Regions from separate parts of the Canis lupus genome. Here region 2 is linked to region 1. The links are chromatin contacts, called in public Hi-C maps. All regions are on one chromosome and are shown on one strand. The core of a region is the stretch at or near the end of the contact, and the rest is flanking DNA. Distances in the headings are between cores, read along the strand shown.

The links. A called contact is a pair of places that touch in the nucleus more often than the background predicts.
Region 2: a Hi-C map of amygdala shows a contact between it and region 1, with 4 times the contacts expected there. The contact joins two enhancer-like sites. A contact is called at or near these places in 3 of 9 Hi-C or Micro-C datasets (amygdala, blood and skin fibroblasts).

Annotation. Positions count from the first base shown.
Region 1 is chr7:38,977,556-38,982,314 of UU_Cfam_GSD_1.0, forward strand. No RefSeq gene overlaps it. Among named protein-coding and RNA genes, the nearest start is that of SRP9, 5.2 kb to the left of the region's middle. Within about 2 kb of position 3,001, at least 7 of the 20 cell types and tissues checked have an H3K27ac peak or open chromatin away from gene starts, as enhancers often do.
Region 2 is chr7:39,136,179-39,141,049 of UU_Cfam_GSD_1.0, forward strand. ENAH (protein enabled homolog) reads left to right here. Exons shown (of 16, transcript XM_038542832.1): 3 at 243-420. Among named protein-coding and RNA genes, the nearest start is that of ENAH, 82 kb to the left of the region's middle. Within about 2 kb of position 2,578, at least 3 of the 20 cell types and tissues checked have an H3K27ac peak or open chromatin away from gene starts, as enhancers often do.

The sequences.
Region 1 (4,759 bases), core at 1,751-4,250:
ACTTAATGAATGTCACCAATAAGAAAGAGGATGGGATGAAGAAGATGACTAGGGGCCAGGGACTTGGGTATTGAGAATGGGGTGGGAGAGCAGCAATGAGGGGCAGAGAGGGCAGGGTCAGGAAGAATGACCCTCTGGGAGGAGGGGTTTTTGCCTGGAGGTGAAGACGGTAGAACTTGAGACAATGACACCTTTGCCTTCTGTCACAATGAGGGACATAATGTATGTCAAATGTCTACCTTGGGCAAGTGTAAGGCAGATCCAGTCCTTGCCTCCTAGAGACCATAGCTTTGGGAGGAGGGGACAGTGGATCAGGGATTTCATTGGTGAGGGTGCCCAGCACTGGGGGTTCCTGCATCCCTGAGCTTGGCGCAGCTCCAGCCCCTGAAGACAGAGAAACCAGGATGGTGTGAGGGGAACTGCCCTGGAACATTCCAGTGTCCCCCCCACTACACTCAATGCATTCTTTAAAGCAGGTTGTTTTCCAGCTGTAGAGACATGGCTTGGGAAAGGCTATCTGAGAGTGCCCCTTATTAATTGTACTTGGCTTCATTTTCACACCCATGGATCCCATCTGGGCATTAAAACAACCCTGTGAGGGCAGTTCTCCAGCCCTTATCACAATTCTGAAAGTCTGAAAAGCTCCGACAAACAAAAGTATCTTAGTAACTCCATTGGTAAAAAAGTTGACCTCTTAGAAGGTTGTTTGGAGTTTTTAATTGTCCTACCTGGTGTGTTTGAGGACAGGGTGGAGCCCGGTCTCTGTTTGTGGCATCACATGGTGCATGGCAAGCGTGCCATATTCCCTTTGTGTAATCCAACAAGCTGTGGATTCCCAAACACATGTGGCTTCAAGGATTCTGGACAAGGGATTATGGATCTGTGCGACTGTCCTCTCTAGCTGATGAAGAAACCAAGTTTGAGGGGTGCCTGGCCAGCTTAGCCTGTAGCACATGAGATTCTTGATCTCATGGATGGGAGTAGAGATTACTTAAAAACCAAAATCTTGGGGCTCCTGGGTGGCTCAGTGGTTGAGCATCTGCCTTCAGCTCAGGTCGTGATCCCGGGATCCTGGGATCAAGTTCCGCATCTAGGCCTCCCTGAAGGGAGCCTGCTTCTCCCTCTGCCTATGTCTCTGACTCTCTCTGTGTCTTTCATGAATAAATAAATACAATCTTAAAAATAAAGATAACAAACTCCAAAAACCCAAAATCTTAAAAAAAGAAAGAAAAAGAAGAAAGAAAAGAAAAAAAAAGAAAAGAAAGAAAGAAAGAAAAAAAGAAAGAAAGAAAGAAAGACACCAAATCTAAGAATAAATTATACTCCACAGACTGACTGGCACAGGACTTTGCTCTTCATTGGGCAGCCAGTGGCAAGCCAGCAGGTGTTAAACACAATAGGAAGAGGTATGATTAATTTTGATTTTTAGAAATTGTAACCAGTAGTAAGAGGGGAGCTGGACCCATGGAAGGGAGCCTGGGCACAAGGTGGAAACCAAAAGCCTTTGCCTCCTTGATCACTGTCCTGTCTTCGGGATTCCCAGCATCGCACTTCCATTGATCCCCTGAGCTGGGTCCCCACTGACCTTCACGTTGCCCTTCTCACAGGCAACTCTCAATCCCTTGACTAGATTATTCAGCTGCACTTAAGGCACTGGCCACCCTGCCGTCTTAAAACCTCCCCAGCCGCTGGCTTTTCTGACCTCCTTCTCCCTTGCCTGCCTTCTCCCCTTGGGGCCTTACGGCTCTGGCTCTCTGCTGGTCCCCAGCACCCCCAGCTCCGCCAGCAGTGGGCCAGAGGCACCAGATGGAGCTCACCCTCTATGGTTCTTCCTGGGCCATACGCACCCCGTCCCGGATTTCTGCTCAGCTCTGCCCTCCTCCCTGAGCCTGACTCTTGTATCAATGCCTGTCAGGCCCTTGGCTAACCCAAGTTCCACTTGGGGAGATGAACGTAACTTCTCAGCAAACCATAGCAATTTATGAGTGATGCTTGTGATGCCTTCTTTTTTGCCTATTTTACTATTGCTCTTTGCAAATTAAGCCACTCCTATCCTGGGTTTGACCACCAGGAATTCAGTACCTGTGCCTTACAGACCTTCTATGGGCCAGTCGTGTGCTGGGCGAAGTCCTTTAAGTGAATGAGGTCAGGGCAGAAATAATAAGGCAAATCCATGAATCCCTGTCACCGGAGATAGGAAGCGTGTCACGGGGGAGGAGAGAGCAGTGTAAGCCACGAATCTGGCAGAGCATGTGTGGACTTCCCTTTACCTTGATCTTCCCCCAAAGGAGAAAGGTTTTATTGTTTTTAAGATAGAAATGACCAACTGAACTGTCCTGCTTGAAGCCTTCTTGTTTCCTGGGGTGACTTCCAAACATGGTCAGCACCCTAGGGGGTTCTAGTTCACAAGCAGGTGTAGGTCCTACAAGGGATTCTCAGGTTAATAATCAGTAACAGTCCTTGACGCCGCAGCTTGCCAGAGGCTGTGGGTTGTTATGTTGGTTTTCAGGCGGTGTTCGTGGAAGCCACTATGTGCCAGGAGTCAAAGCAGCTGCTGTTCCTCCAGTACCTTCCTGGGTTACGTGGAGTCAAAGCGAAACAAATAGGGTAAGAGGAGCCAACCGAGAAACCGGTTGGTCGGGTGGCTGTGTCCAGAGTGGGGAAGGAAGGAGACCCAGGGCGGCCTGCTACTGACCGACAGACGGATGTGGCCCCAGCAGCGTGGGCCCAGCGTCCAGCGGGGGGCAGTGGTGTGCAGAAAGTCCAGGGCGCTGCCCCCGAAGGATCTGGTCCCTGGGGAGCCAGCCTTCTGCCCAGCTTAGCCAGGGAAGCCGCTGTACCTTTGGTTACATTTTGTTCAAATAACGCTTCCTTTCTGGAGACCGCCTGAGAGCTTGCTTGTTTGCCAGGAACCTCCAACCCAGTTTAATTCATTAATGACTTATTGAGCACCATTCCGGGGCTGCCGTGACAGCAAAGCCGGGTGCAGGAAGCTTCCAGGCTACCGAGAGCAGAGGGCACAGGGGTGAGGCAAGATGACAAAGCTGAAGGCAAAGCTGAATGAGCGTTTATGGAGCATCCATGATCACGGGTGCCTGGCACGCTGGGGAGTGGGGCAGATCTAAGCATTCCCTCCCTCCCAGGTGCATGGGGCGGGCTCGGCCAGAGCTCAAGACCAAACCCTATAAGGTGAGACTGTATAAAAGGCCACCAGGTCTCCCTGGTGTGTCCGAGGGGGTAGCCCAGGGCTGCCCCAGGGACCCACCTCCGGCACACCCCAACCACCCCAGCCTGTGGGCTGAAGCCCTGGAGCTGCCCCGGGGACAGTAGGATTGCCTTGCGGCTGGGAGGGACAAAGGTAGAGCAAGAAGTTACCCTAAGAGACAACGCTCCTTCCTAGGAGCCAGGCTGAAGGGGTGCTCAGAAGCCACAGAAGCTCCCCCGAGGGTAAAGGCATTCCCCAGGTGAGCTCAGAGCTCCTGGAGGCTGTCTCTAGGCGCCCCAGGTACATGCTGCTCTGAGAATGCTGACGTTGCCGTACGTTGGGTAGGTAATGATCCTGATGCCTCCCCCCCACCCGCCTCCTCAAGTAGCTCCACGCCCAACGTGGGGCTTGAACTTACTACCCTGAGATCAATAGTAGCAGGCTCTACACTGAGCCAGCCAGGTGCTCTGGGGCAGGTCATGATCTCTTTTGGGTGAAGCAGATTTAAGCAGAATGAAAACATCTCATGAACAGGGAGAAAAGCTTCCCCCCCACCCCACGTGTGTTGAGAAGGAACAGGTTCTGATCAAAAACCACCCCCAGTGTTTCCTTCTCTGGAGGCAGCTGGGGCAGGCCAGGTCAGATCTGCCCAAGCCCTGCTGCTGGCTGTTTTAAGGCGGGGAGGTGCCCCAAGATCCCTAAGCTCCTGGCTTGCCAGTTGCATCTGAAATTGATTGAAATGAAATGTAAACCCCAGTAGCTGGGAAGGAAAGGTCAGGATTTTACCCCTGTGTGCTCCCCTCCCTGGCCTGGGTCCCATCACTGCTCAGGTTCCCTTGCACTGCCCACAGGCCCCAGAGAATGGCTTCATTGTCCGCCAGACAAACCCAAATAGCAGCATCTTCTGTTCTCTGCCTTAGGGAGATTCACTTGAAACCCCAAAGTCCCAGATGTGGGAGACAATGGGGATGGTTGTTGCAGAGTAGTGAGCCTGGAACAGATGAGAGGCAGGTATAGGGAAGACAGCCCGTGTGCTGGGCTGGGCTGCAGGAGAGCCACTGCATTAACCCAGTTAGCACTGGCAGGAGTTCTGTTAATCACCAAAGAAGTGCCAGTGGGGAAAGAGGACAACCAGCTGGTGGGGGACTCGGGGGGCAGGAGGGGACGGCCCTGGAAAGAAAGGACGGGCACTTATTTCTAGGCTGGTAAATGCTATTTTTATCATTTTTTAAATGTTCTGGATTTTTTCCCTAACCATGCCCTGGAGCATTTGGATGAACTGTTTGCATTAATTAATAAATCAGATGACATCTCCACTCAGCGGCGGGCTGTGCTTTGGAAACCCTCTGGGTGGCCCAGGCAGTGGTGACTGCAGGCTCCTGATTGATCCCAGCTGCGATGTCTGTCCTGTCATTCAGTCCCCTCAATCCACATGTCCTGAGAGCCTACTTGGTACTCATCTGGGTTTCATGAGAGGAGTGGTGGGGGTTGGCCCAGCACAGGAACAGCAGCGTCTGGGCACAGGGCTAAGCTATAATAAGCAGCGTTTACAAT
Region 2 (4,871 bases), core at 1,328-3,827, 160 kb after region 1:
TGAGGGTATAGATTTCTGGTTATGGCCAGATCTTTGTAACATCAGACACCTTACCTTCCATCATCAGACTGTTATTTCTGCTGACTGACTTGACTGACTTTACCCAAGAGAATGATTTTTAACTTTTTTTTTTTTTTTTTTTTGGCCAAGATCTGGGCGGAACAGGTTTAAGTACATCCTATCAGGATTTGTTGGTTCTGCCAAGTATTAGGTTGACTCTGTGAGGAATCACTGTCTTTCAGGTGGTGATAAATTGCGCCATCCCTAAGGGGTTGAAGTACAATCAGGCTACACAGACCTTCCACCAGTGGCGAGATGCCAGACAGGTGTATGGCCTCAACTTTGGCAGCAAGGAGGATGCCAATGTCTTCGCAAGTGCCATGATGCATGCCTTAGAGGTGTTGAATTCACAGGAAACAGGTACGGTATCTTGGTTTACTTGTTTCTTCCAACTCAAGTGCCCTGTGTATGTGTATGTGAAATAATGTTTGAAGTAATTCTTAAATTTCTGTTGTTTCCCTCAGAAGTGTGAACTTTGGTTTCTTGATGATAGACATACAGTTTAGAAGGATAATCTTACAAGATTGGTTAGTCAGTAAGTTTTTAACCTTCTCCTTTGAAGATGGTTATGATCCTCCTACTCTAGAACCTTAGCTTTTATTGCATGGATGTGAACCTCAGAGAATATGCAGTGGATAGAAATTGTGTATTTATCGTCATCTCACCTTTATATGAAGAAACACATGCTTTCCGAAATATGTTTTTTAAGTCACTTCCAAGCCCATGAACTTCATGTAGGACTGGGTTTCCTTCATCCTTGCACAGAAGAGACCTTGATTCTGAAAGTTGTTTAAAGATTTTAGGAGTGCCCTCAGGTGGTATGCGCCATGAATTGCATCCCTTCTGATACTGTGTGGTAGTGAAAAAGAGAAGTGGAAATAATTGTACTGTTTAAAAACCCAGGGTTTAAAATTGTGTATGTCTCAGAGATGTGATTTAGCTTTGGTTCACAAAATCGAAAATGAAATATACCGATGTGTGGTTATCTCTTTGGGGAGATAGATTTTATATCCTAAAAATAAGTGTTATATGTAAAACAATGTAAATACGATTACTTTTGCCTTTGTTGTATACTTAGTAGTGATGTTGATGATATAAATGTGCCAGAAGCAAAATTTATTTATGTATCTTAAGAGGAGAGACAGATTAATTTTTGATACTTTGTTGAAGGTACAGTTTCAAAGCTTGTTATAGATATGTCAAGTTTTATTTATACCATGACTTATTCTAAGAAGCATTGAAGCATCTAGCCCATAGATTAGTCTATTTCAGATAGAAATTTCAGAGCAAGACGACATTTTGGAATCTTGCCAAAACCACCTTTTTATGCCTATAAGATGATTGATAGGAGGTCTTTTGAGGAAATTAAGATTTTTTATAAATAATTGGGACATAGCTCTTACATCTTATCTGTTTTGAGAAGATAAACCTCTGGAGCTTCAGTAAGTCCAGAACGTAGCACAGGAAAGCCCTTGGGTGTGCATAGTCTTGGGTGTAGATTGAGTGGCCACGCATTGGTCTCTTGTCAGCCTTCTGCTGCAGGGATAGAATGTCCCCTCATTGTGGTCTCACTGTAGGGGAGAAACTAGGATTGTGGCTCTTATTCTGTAAAGAGGCCAGCTGCATAATGAATAATTAAAGTCCCAAAGTGTAGTGGGTGTGTTTAGGACAGTGACATTTGGCTTCTGCATGTTTGAAGCAAAATAGCATTTTTATTTCTAAACCTTCAAAAGAGTGTCTGTGGATGTTAGAAACTAGACGATTGTTTTTCATCTTGTCATCTATTTGTTTTTAACCAAATGGAAAAGATTGTTTTTAAGTGTGGAGTCCTGTAGTTTGCTTTCAGAATGTAAACACTAATGTTTTCCCTTCTGATCTTTGTCTTTTGAAATTGATGAGTCTTAGTGTGGAGAGACTCAGTTACATTCTCTTATAATTTCCACATTCTAGAAAGTTTGGCAAATGGAAAAATTGCCCACCATCTCACTATAATTGTGAACATTTTGGTAAGGCAGACAAATTCAATAGATTCTTCTTAGATGATTGTGAGATTTTGTTCTGTTCAGGGTCACAACAAGCCTTTCGTGCCATGGGCCAAGGGGAGGAGGATAGTGGCAGAACAGGTGGGCCCATTGTAACCATCTCCCTGCACCATGGCCCTGCCACTTGGTTTTGTAGCAGTTTCATCAGAGAAAAGAAAGCATGTGGAATGGTTGATGTATTTAGATAATGACTTTCTTCATAATTAACTGTAGCTAGACTCTAATTTCTGATCTTTGATGGCACTAACTGGCTTGGAAATAGAGGCGCAGGAGGTGAAGAATCAGAAGAATCCAGAAGAGTGTCATTTTCTCTGTAGGTCTCCACAGTAGGATGGTTGTGTCCCCCACCCCAGGATCACTTAGTGGACTTGACTTGGCTGCTTAAACAAACCCAATAATGTCACCTCTCATCCTGAGCATGCCTTCCCCTTCCACAGCTGTTTGCTTTGGGTTCACAGCCAGTTCCTTGCTGAAACCATCTATTGTCTTCCCTGCCAAAACCACCTTGAAAAAAGTTCACTGGCATGTCCCCTCCCTAAGCAAACAATATACCCAGTAAACCTCTGATCAGAAGCCACAGAAACAAACATTTCTAAAGGTAAAGTGACTGCAGACAGTAGTCTTTCCTGCTGCTTAATGGTTTGCCATGTTTTAAAACTATTTTTCCATATTGAATACTTCTGTTCATTTTGTTATTTTTTAGCTATTAATATCAGTATTATTCACTGAACGTTGGTTTATTCTTCTGAGTGATTTTAGGCTTTTTAAAGTTATGCACAGCCTTGTTCAAACAAAATCTCCTATAGAACCTTAGTGCATTCAGACAAACTGTGGTGCCATTCTGATTTGTGGGAGGGTCAGGGCCCAGAGCCACTGAGGCACCATGCAGCTTTCCAGAGCAGGGGCTGAAGGTACCAGCCCATTCGTTTTGCCAAAACCCATAATTGCATGGTTCTCCTTTCCCCTCTCCCTTGTCCCTGAGTTCTCTAAGCCCTCCAAATATTTTTTTAATGGACAAAAAACCACTTTCTTTGGGGCTGTTCATACTGACCTTTATAAGGTACTCTGTGCATGTGAAATTTCCATCTCTTTTATGAAAAGGGAGGGTGGCAGGAATGTTTTCCTTTATTTTGTTTTTAACTTGGTGTGCAATTATCTAATATACTGGAAAGTACAGGAGGTGCTAAATACAGCGAGTTATATTTGGAATTTAAAAAACACAAATCACATGTTCTAACATTCTTAAAAAAAGAGTTGGGTTAGCCTTCCTTCTTTTATACCAAATGCTACAGTTTATCTCTTCCCTTTCTCTAAGGTTAGACTCAACTTAAACACTTACTTTCAGATGGTATTATCCAGACTGATATTTTTATTTCTGTGTTGTTTGTCAGGTACATTTATAGCAGGTTTGCAGGTAATAGTTGTGGATTACATAAAATATAAAGTTAGTCCTTGCGATGATTAGTGGAGGTAAATTTGCACACTGTTTTTGTGAAAGGTTCAGGGCATTTGAAAATAGGAAATAATTTTTTAAATTCACTTTTTCCTGCATAGCCAGGAAGTATATTCTGCTTTTGTTCTTCTCAATCAAGATTAAGCATACCTTTGTAGAAGAAAACCTTAAAATATTATACCATTAACTAAGACTGCTTTTGCTTGATTTTATTTTATAGCTATTGAAGATGAGAACACAGAGATCTCATGTTTAAAAATTTTAGATTTTAAAAATAGTTTTATAGAGATTCCATTAAATTTTTTTTTTTTTTTTTGCTGGAAACTTGATCTGATACACCTTTCATATGAGCATTTATATGAATTTTATCTCACCATTTTAAAATCTTTTTGAGATATGTTTTAGAATTAATTGGATTTTAGAAACCTCAAAAAGTTTCTAGAAATACCTTAAGGTAATAGAGACATTTATTTTTCAGCCCTGCAGATCGCAGGAGTCACGAGACCAATATTGTGGTTGTATCATAGATGTCATCAAGTGTGTTTTGAGCATAGGTTCTGTGTCAGGCATGAGGAATAATGCTAACAGGATGAGGCCTGTCCCTTGCCCTCCGGGCTTTCGGCTACGGGAAACAAGATCAGCACATTAGGATACAATGTGTGAGATGCTATGAGTGGGGTCCGCACAAAGAAAACTCTGGGGTCCAAGGGAGATTCGAAGAGCAGATGACGCTGGAGACATATCTTGGAGAAAGCGTAGGCCTTGGCAGCGGTAGAAGAACATTCTAGATGGGATGGGAACCATTGGGAGACAACAGAGAGGCTGTGTTGTGGCCTGGGCATGAGAATTTACGGAGGAGAGAAATTCCAAGAGAAAAGGTGGGGAAGGTTGGGAAGAGCGTGGTATCCTGCTGAGGGCTGTGCATGGCCCTGTGCAGGGTCAGTGGGACACAGCCTGTGAAGGGTGCCAGGTGCGCATTTATGTGACCAGGTCCGTGCTTTAGGTTGATCGTGATGGGCGGGTGAGCATGGGGCCCAGGTATGGCCAGGTTAGGGTGTGATGCCGTGGGGAAGATAGGTGGTGCCCTGAAATGAAACAGTCACAGCAAGGTGAGAAGCAGAGGAGGAGGTGACACTTTTACTTCCTGCTGCTGTACCCTTGAGGACATTGTTCTGGGCCTTCTATCCAGGTCCCCATTTTGTCCTTAAAGCCTATCTGAGGCAGAGGCAGAAATAATCTGTTTATTAGGTGCCTGCCATGTGCCAAGTCCTTGGCATGTGTATTACTAAATTTTTTTTTTTTAAGATTTTATTTAT